Linked DNA regions of Mus musculus: region 2 is linked to region 1. Evidence: chromatin contacts called from public promoter capture Hi-C data. All regions are on one chromosome and are shown on one strand. The core of a region is the stretch at or near the end of the contact, and the rest is flanking DNA. Distances in the headings are between cores, read along the strand shown. Region 1 overlaps Gbf1 (golgi-specific brefeldin A-resistance factor 1). Region 2 overlaps Trim8 (tripartite motif-containing 8).

Region 1 (3,807 bases), core at 997-3,496:
AACTGGAGAAACTGATGTCCTTCAGCCAGTGGATGGCTACAGAAACTATAGAACATACAAGGAGAATAGAATAGTATTCAGCAGTAAGTAGGGACAAACCATTGATATGCAGCAGCTCGGGTAAATATCTCAAGTATACCTACCAAACATGGTCATGTTTTAGATGACTGACAGACATGGTACATTGTTTTCCTAAAGCAGCAAGAGAAGATGGTTTTAATTTTTGTGTGTGTGGTCACTTGTTCATGCAGATGTGCATACAGAACATCAGACATTTTCCTCCATTGCTGTCTACCTTATTTTTGGGGACGGAATTTCTCATTGAACCTGGAATTCACCTTGTCAGCTAGGAGCCCCCCCACACACACACACACACACACACACACACACAGGAGTTAGAGACTTTTTTTACCCAGGTGCTGGAGGTCTGAACCCAGGCCCACGTTCTTATGCAGCAAGCACCTTACTCAGCCATTCCCCGGTCTCATGGTACATTTCTTAATGAGCCTTTAAAAAGTGTTATGTATTTCACCCTTCCTAACTGTATTCTCTCTACCTTAATGTCTGTTAACACACATGTGCATGCTCTCACACACGCACACATTTCTCTTTATTTTTTTTCTGTAAGTCATCAATCTCTAGGTGGATCCAGTGGGGAATGAGAAGCAGGTTTTGTACAGCTGATGTGATCACTATACAGACAGCCTTGGAAAATACTACCCAATCTGCCAGTTAATTAAAGCGTTAATCTGGGAAGCAGCCGGCCCAGAAAATGTTTACTCAGAGAGGAGGAAAGGTAGGGACTGAGTAGGGAGTGCCCTACATTTGCATGAAAATGAAGCGCTCGCTCACGCACTCAGCCCTACAGCCCTACTTTCCCTCCCCTCAGTCTCTAAGGTGGGATAGCCTTGATCATATCCCTGAAAGATTCTGGCCTGTTTGGGAAAACTCAAAAGGAAACTAGCTCTGAAAACTCAAACCACAGTAGAGTAGAAAGAAGCAATTTAACTGTCAGCAAAGTCAGGTAGGCAGGAAGTCCAGAGTAGTGTGTCTTACCCTGGACTGAGATCTGCTACAGTAGACATATGTGCTGGCAGTGAGGTAGGGTAGATGTGTGGTTTGGGAATTGTAAAACCATGTAAATCTCAGCTCTGCTTATTGTGTGATTCAAGGCCAATCATGATCTTATCTAAACCATACTTTTTCTCAAAGACTGTGATGCTCCTTCATCTCAGGACAGTTAGCTACCTGTGTGCTCTGGGAAAGAGGGGGGAAAGAGGGAGGGAAGAAGGTGGGTTAAGACCTTGCAAGATTACAAACTGTCGCTATGACTGGAGGCTGCTCAGCCTTTGCTTATTCCAGGCTTCCTTTCCATCAGGGAACTAAAATCAGGTTTCCCTCTCTCCCAGGAATGTCTTTAGTTAACAAGGTAAAGATCACCTGTGTATCACTAAAGAAATGATGAAATGAGTGTAGAAAATTGACTAAATAAGTATTGTTGGTTTCTTTCCTTTTTTATTTTTGTTTGTATTTTGAAGCAAGAGTAGCCTGCTATGTAGTCCTGGTTGCCCTGGAACTAGCTCTGTAGATAAGGCTCCCTTCAAACATGTAGTGATTTTCCTACTGCTGCCTCCTGAAAACTGGGGTTAGAATATGAACTGTCACACCTGATGTCCAGCTTTGTTAATTTTTTTGATTGTGCTCAAGGGCTGAGAATGTAGCTCATTGGAAGAATAGTTGCATATGCAGTGTCCTGAACTCAATCTCAAGCATACAGACAACAGTAATGAAACAATATTCTGTATGACAAAAAAACTCACCCTTTTAATAATCTTACTATTAACTTTCTAAATGTTCTTTTTAAAAAATATTAATCTTTTAGAGCTAAATCCTAAACCTTTTACAGATAAAAAGGTTGTGTCAGGAACTTAATTCAAGGTATTTTAGGGGGAAGAAGATTGACCCAAACAAGGAGCCCTCTAACTTCATTCAACAGACAAAAATGACCTTTTGCCAGGATTAATTTTTGTTAGTGTCTTTTCATTTTTGATTTGTGGGTCTTTTTTTTTTCTTCTTGTTTTACTTGCAGAACTCTCAGAGATTGAGCCAAATGTATTCCTTCGTCCATTTCTGGAAGTCATTCGCTCTGAAGACACCACTGGTCCTATCACCGGCCTGGCACTCACCTCTGTCAACAAGTTCCTGTCCTACGCACTCATAGGTAAGCACTTAGGCTTTGGTGGCATCTGCAGCACTCCATCTCCTGCTGCACAGGCCTTAAACCAGCTGGTTTGCCCAGCTGTCCCTTTCCTAGTAGAGACATAGGCCTACTTATTCTCAGGATGCTGATTGGCTGGGTTATCCATGGAGGGAGAGAAGAGAGAAGATTGCCTGGGACTCTAGTTTCCACCACACTTTGGAGAGTTAAGAGTGTGGTTCCCTTGTAGGTTTAGTTTGCCTTTTTTGAAAACTACCTTTATTTATTTATATGCAAAGGAACAAGCATGTTTCTAAAATTACACAAAACAGGAAGCAGGGAAAAGGGACATGCACACAGACAGGTCCCCAATGGAGGTCAGAGGACAGTCTGTGGCATAGGTTTTCTTCTCCCATCATGTGGGTCCCAAGAATAAAACTCAGTCATTAAGCTTGACAGCAAGTTCCTTTATGCACTGAGCTATCTCTCCCTCTGGCTGGTTTGCCTTATTTTCCAATTTTGTGCTGATTTTAAGAAAACTATGTAGAGACGTCTGAAAGAAAAGAAGTCTCTCCTCTCTGTCTTAGCGCCAAAATCTCTTCTTTAAGTAAATGGTGTTAGTGACATGGCTTGACTGCTTTTATCTTTTTCTTGATGCATATAAATATGAACACACGCACACCCCTCCACATTTACACACTCATCTTAAGACAGGTCTTTCTGTGTAGCTTGGAAGTTGAAGTCCTCCTGCCTCAGCCTCCCAAGTACTGGATATAGACAGTATTATCTTTTTTAAAAAATATTTATTTAGCCAGGCATGGTGGCACACCCCTTTGATCCCAGCACTTGAGAGGCAGAGGCAGGCAGATTTCTGAGTTCGAGGCCAACCTGGTCTACAAAGTGAGTTCCAGGACAGCCAGGGCTATACAGAGAAACCCTGTCCAAAAAAAAAAAAAAAAAAGATTTATTTATTCATTTTATTTTATGTGAATATGCGTGTCCCTATATATATAGATAGATAGATATAGATGTGATCTATCTCTCTCTCTCTCTCTCTCTCTATATATATATATATATATATATATGTATATGTATATATACACCACATGCATGCAGATACCCACAGAAGCCAGAAGAGGGCGTCAGACTCTCCTAACACTGTAGTTACTGCGTTTATGAGCAATCCCAGCTAGGTGCTAGGAACTGAACCTGAGTTTTCTAGAAGAGCAGAGTATTCTTAACTGATGAGCCATCTCGTCAGCCTGATTATCCCCCCTTTTTTTTTAGGTGGGAGGGAGGGGATTTGTATTATATATTTTCTGTATTTCACATAATAGTGTTTATTTGATGTATACACATAATTATATAGTTGATTTATTCCTTTCTTTGTAGGAAAACACACACACATACCCCTATAATTTTACCTTTTAACCTTTTTTTTTTTTTTTAAGATAGAGCACAAGGTGGCCTCAGATTCATTATATAGAATGGATACTGTGGATTTCAGGTCTTCCTGCCTTTCCCTTCCATACTGGGATAATAACCCTTTTGCTCCCACATCCAGTTTTATGAAGTGTTAGGATCAAAACAGTGACTTCATGCATTCTAGG
Region 2 (3,561 bases), core at 292-2,791, 270 kb after region 1:
GCCATACAAGCTATATTTATTGTCAATCTGGCCACTCTGGCTGACAAGGGCACGGTCTGCCGGGTCACTGCAGGGAAGAGCCAGCTGGGACCAACTCCAGGCTTTCTAGACCTGGAAAGAGAGCCTTACCTTCACCTAACCCCTCAGCATCTTTCTTCTTTGTTTCTTGGCTAGCAACCTCTCTAGAATAGATCTGCCTGAAGTTTCCTGCTGGTCTTGATTTCCTTAGATATAATTGAGGAAGGAACTCTTAGGGAAGGTGAGCAGGGGTTATGTGGTGAGCCTAAAGGCCCCCACAGCAGAAGAGAAGTGCCCTTGCCAAGGTGGACATTTCCCCTGAGTGTCTGGGAGCTGCTTTGCAGAGCATTGTGTTTAGCCCTTGGGTGTTTCTGGAAATGGATTCACAACAACCAGGTTCTCCTGCCTTTTTGAGGTATGACTATGAAGAAAGGCAGAGGGCAGCTGCAGCTGCAAAGCCCCCCCCCCTTTTAATACAGGGTCTCCCTTTATAGCCAAGAATGACCTCAATCTTGTCCCTCAGTGTCCCCAGAGTAGAAACTAAGACTTGCACCGTCATGCCTAGCTAACACCAATTCTTATTTTCCACCAACACCCCTTTTGCCTTTTTCTTATTTTTTTCTAACCCTTCTGGTTCAGACTGGCCTTGAACTTGCGGTGATCTTCCTGCTTCACCTTCGAAGAGCTAATACTTTGGATGTGTGCCACCATCCCAAGCCAAAGCTCAGTCCCTTAAGAGGGTTGAAAAGAATGCTGCATGGGTGTGCAGCACATGCCTTTAATCCAAACACTCTGGAGGCAGAGATAAAATGTCTTGAGTTCTGGGCCTGTCCGAGTGAATTCTTGGACAGCCAGGACTGACTGTTACACAGAGAAACACTGTCTCGAAAAACTAACCAAACAAACAAAAAAAAGAGAGAGGGTTAGAATTTCTAGAGAAATCAGATCATGACTTGTGAATGAAATACAAAGTATCAGAATGTGAGTTGAAGATGCAGGTCTGTGTAGAACACTTGCCTAGCTTGTGCAAGGCCCTGGGCTCTATCCTCCATGTTGTAACACCACAGTAACAGTAGGGGGCGGTAGCCTAGTGAGGGGGGGGGGTGCTAGGCTAGAGCTGCCACATGACTTCCTGGGAGTGGCAGCATTTTATGTACAGTAGCTGAGGCTGGTGCATCTGGGAGCCTGAAGCTGCCCTCCATTTTTCTCTCTCTCTCTCTCTCTTTTTTTTTTTTTTTTTTTTGAGTCAAGGTCTTTCTATGTACTGGCGCCGGCTCCCAAAACTCCTGTGTCAGCTTCCCAGTGCTAGGGTTGCAGGCCCGTATGTCCATATCTGCCTTACTTTATTTTGTATTAATCTCAATGTAAAAAGTGGCTGCTATACTAAAGAACACTGCTACCCAGTAGGGCAGGATGTGACAGCCGACAGACCACATGACCAGGATTGGAAGACCTGTACCAACTCAGAACAAACAGGGTCATGGAAAGTTCCTCAGAGTTGGGCCTCAGAAAGCGGACAAAGGAGAAGCGGGCACTGTTAGCTGGCAGGAAATGACAGGAAGAACTGAAGTGCCCTGTGAGCACAGTGCTGGGGAGATCCTGGGGAAGCAGGCAGTCACAGGACCTTCTAAAGGCACGTGGCGTGGCGCTCCTGTCCCAGCCAAAGACGTACTTACCTTACACTAGCGGCTGGATGGTTCCTGGCCATGGGGAATTATCTGAAAGGAGGCGGTCATGTTAGGTGGGCGAGACTTTGTCTGAAGAGGTGTGTTTGTGATGGGATAAAGGATTGTGGAAACAGACAATTAGGGACATTAGTAACCCTTGCAGAGAACCTGCATTCAATTCCATTTCCAGGGATCCAATCCCTTCTGACCTCTGCCAGCGCCAGACAGGTACCTGGTGCACATAGTTATGTTCAGGCAAAACACTCATATATAAAATAAAAGGAGTCACTCTCTACTGGTCCTGCTGAGGTGCTGAACCACGTGACTTCTGAGACTGGGGCTTAGCCTCGGGAACAAGGAAGGGGTGGCTTTGTTGCTAAGCTATAGAACAAGGCAAATATAAGGCAAGCTCAGGAGCCTGTGTCACCTTGGAGGCTGTTTGACTGTCTGCATCTTAGGGTGCTCTACTCAAGCCGGTGCCCCAGGGAAAGGTTCCTGGCTTGAATAATCACAGGCCTCCTACCCCATTACCTGGGATGTATCACTCGTTAGCTCTACAACTTCAGAGATAAATATTTATTTTTAATTATGTATATGTGTGTCTATGAGCACTTGGGAAGGCCAGAGGAGTCAGAGTCCCCTGAACCGCCTGTGAGCTGCCTGACTGGTGCTGGGAACGGAACCTGACTCTGGGTCTACCACGAGAGCAGTGGGCATTCCTAACCACTGAGACATCTCTTCAGCTCCATTGGCCGGATGACTGTAGCCAGGTTGTCGGACCTCTCCAGGCCTCAGTTTCATCCTTTGTGAATGATGATAGTACAGTACTTACCTCATGGATGGCTAGGGTGACTAGATGAACCCCCTTCTAAATATAATGAAGTGATGGGTCATAGAAAGCAGGGGGCTGCCCTTAGAAAGCTCAGGGCTTGACTACCCATGAAGACCCTCGCGTTTCCCATTACTGAAAACTGCTGGTCCTGGTGCTGCTTGAGGGGTAGGGAGGCTGGCTGGTAGAGATTTTAGGTCCTCTTGAGTCAGAGGACCTCTGAGAAGACTCTGTGAACAAGAGGGTGATATGCTGCCCTACTGAGTGTGGAGCAGCACCCCATTCTCACACTGCTATTCCAACTGTCCCTACAGAAGATGCTCATGAAGCAGCAGGAGCGGCTGGAGGAGAGAGAGCAGGACATTGAGGACCAGCTGTACAAGCTCGAGTCAGACAAGCGCCTGGTGGAGGTAGTGAACCCTGAGCACAAGTGGGGTGATGGGGATGCAGGGTCTTGAGGCTCTCTGTGCCGGAGCCACCTGTCAATCACTCACCTATTGGAATAGGAGCCCACAGGTCAAGAGTGGTTGGCACACAGCCCAGTGCTATACAGGGGGAATTGGTGGGTCACACCTTACCCTCAGAAGGCAGGGGCCTCAAGAGCCCAGACCCTAGCACCAGAAATGGAGTTGGGGTAGTGACGGCAGCCCGAGGTCACTCAGTGCTCATGTGCCTGCCGATCCTTGTCTATCTCTGCAGGAGAAAGTGAGCCAGCTGAAGGAGGAGGTGCGGCTGCAGTACGAAAAGCTGCACCAGCTGCTGGATGAAGACTTGCGGCAGACAGTGGAGGTCCTGGACAAGGCGCAAGCCAAGTTCTGCAGCGAGAACGCGGCGCAGGCGCTGCACCTTGGGGAGCGCATGCAGGAGGCCAAGAAGCTGCTGGGCTCCCTGCAGCGTCTCTTCGACAAGACAGAGGACGTCGGCTTCATGAAGGTGGGACTGAAGCCCTGCTCCCAACTGCTTCTAGCCCAGGACGCTCACCTCCTTTGTCTTTGGAGCCAGCCTGCATGGGCTAGACTTTGTCCAACTGCTGTTCCTAGTTCTGTG

What was found. Capture Hi-C pulls out chosen DNA fragments and counts their contacts.
Region 2: a contact with region 1 is called in a promoter capture Hi-C map of pancreatic islet. The contact joins two enhancer-like sites. A contact is called at or near these places in 3 of 115 datasets of contacts at active chromatin or transcription factors (bone marrow-derived macrophages, embryonic stem cells and memory CD8 T cells) and 1 of 9 other capture datasets (pancreatic islet).

Annotation. Positions count from the first base shown.
Region 1 is chr19:46,244,000-46,247,806 of GRCm38.p6, forward strand. Gbf1 (golgi-specific brefeldin A-resistance factor 1) reads left to right here. Exons shown (of 40, transcript NM_178930.3): 4 at 2,090-2,221. Among named protein-coding and RNA genes, the nearest start is that of 4833438C02Rik, 60 kb to the right of the region's middle. Within about 2 kb of position 2,247, at least 6 of the 459 cell types and tissues checked have an H3K27ac peak or open chromatin away from gene starts, as enhancers often do. A contact at or near this core is called in pancreatic islet, where this site is marked.
Region 2 is chr19:46,509,895-46,513,455 of GRCm38.p6, forward strand. Trim8 (tripartite motif-containing 8) reads left to right here. Exons shown (of 6, transcript NM_053100.2): 2 at 2,829-2,924; 3 at 3,214-3,447. Among named protein-coding and RNA genes, the nearest start is that of Trim8, 10 kb to the left of the region's middle. Within about 2 kb of position 1,542, at least 146 of the 459 cell types and tissues checked have an H3K27ac peak or open chromatin away from gene starts, as enhancers often do. A contact at or near this core is called in pancreatic islet, where this site is marked.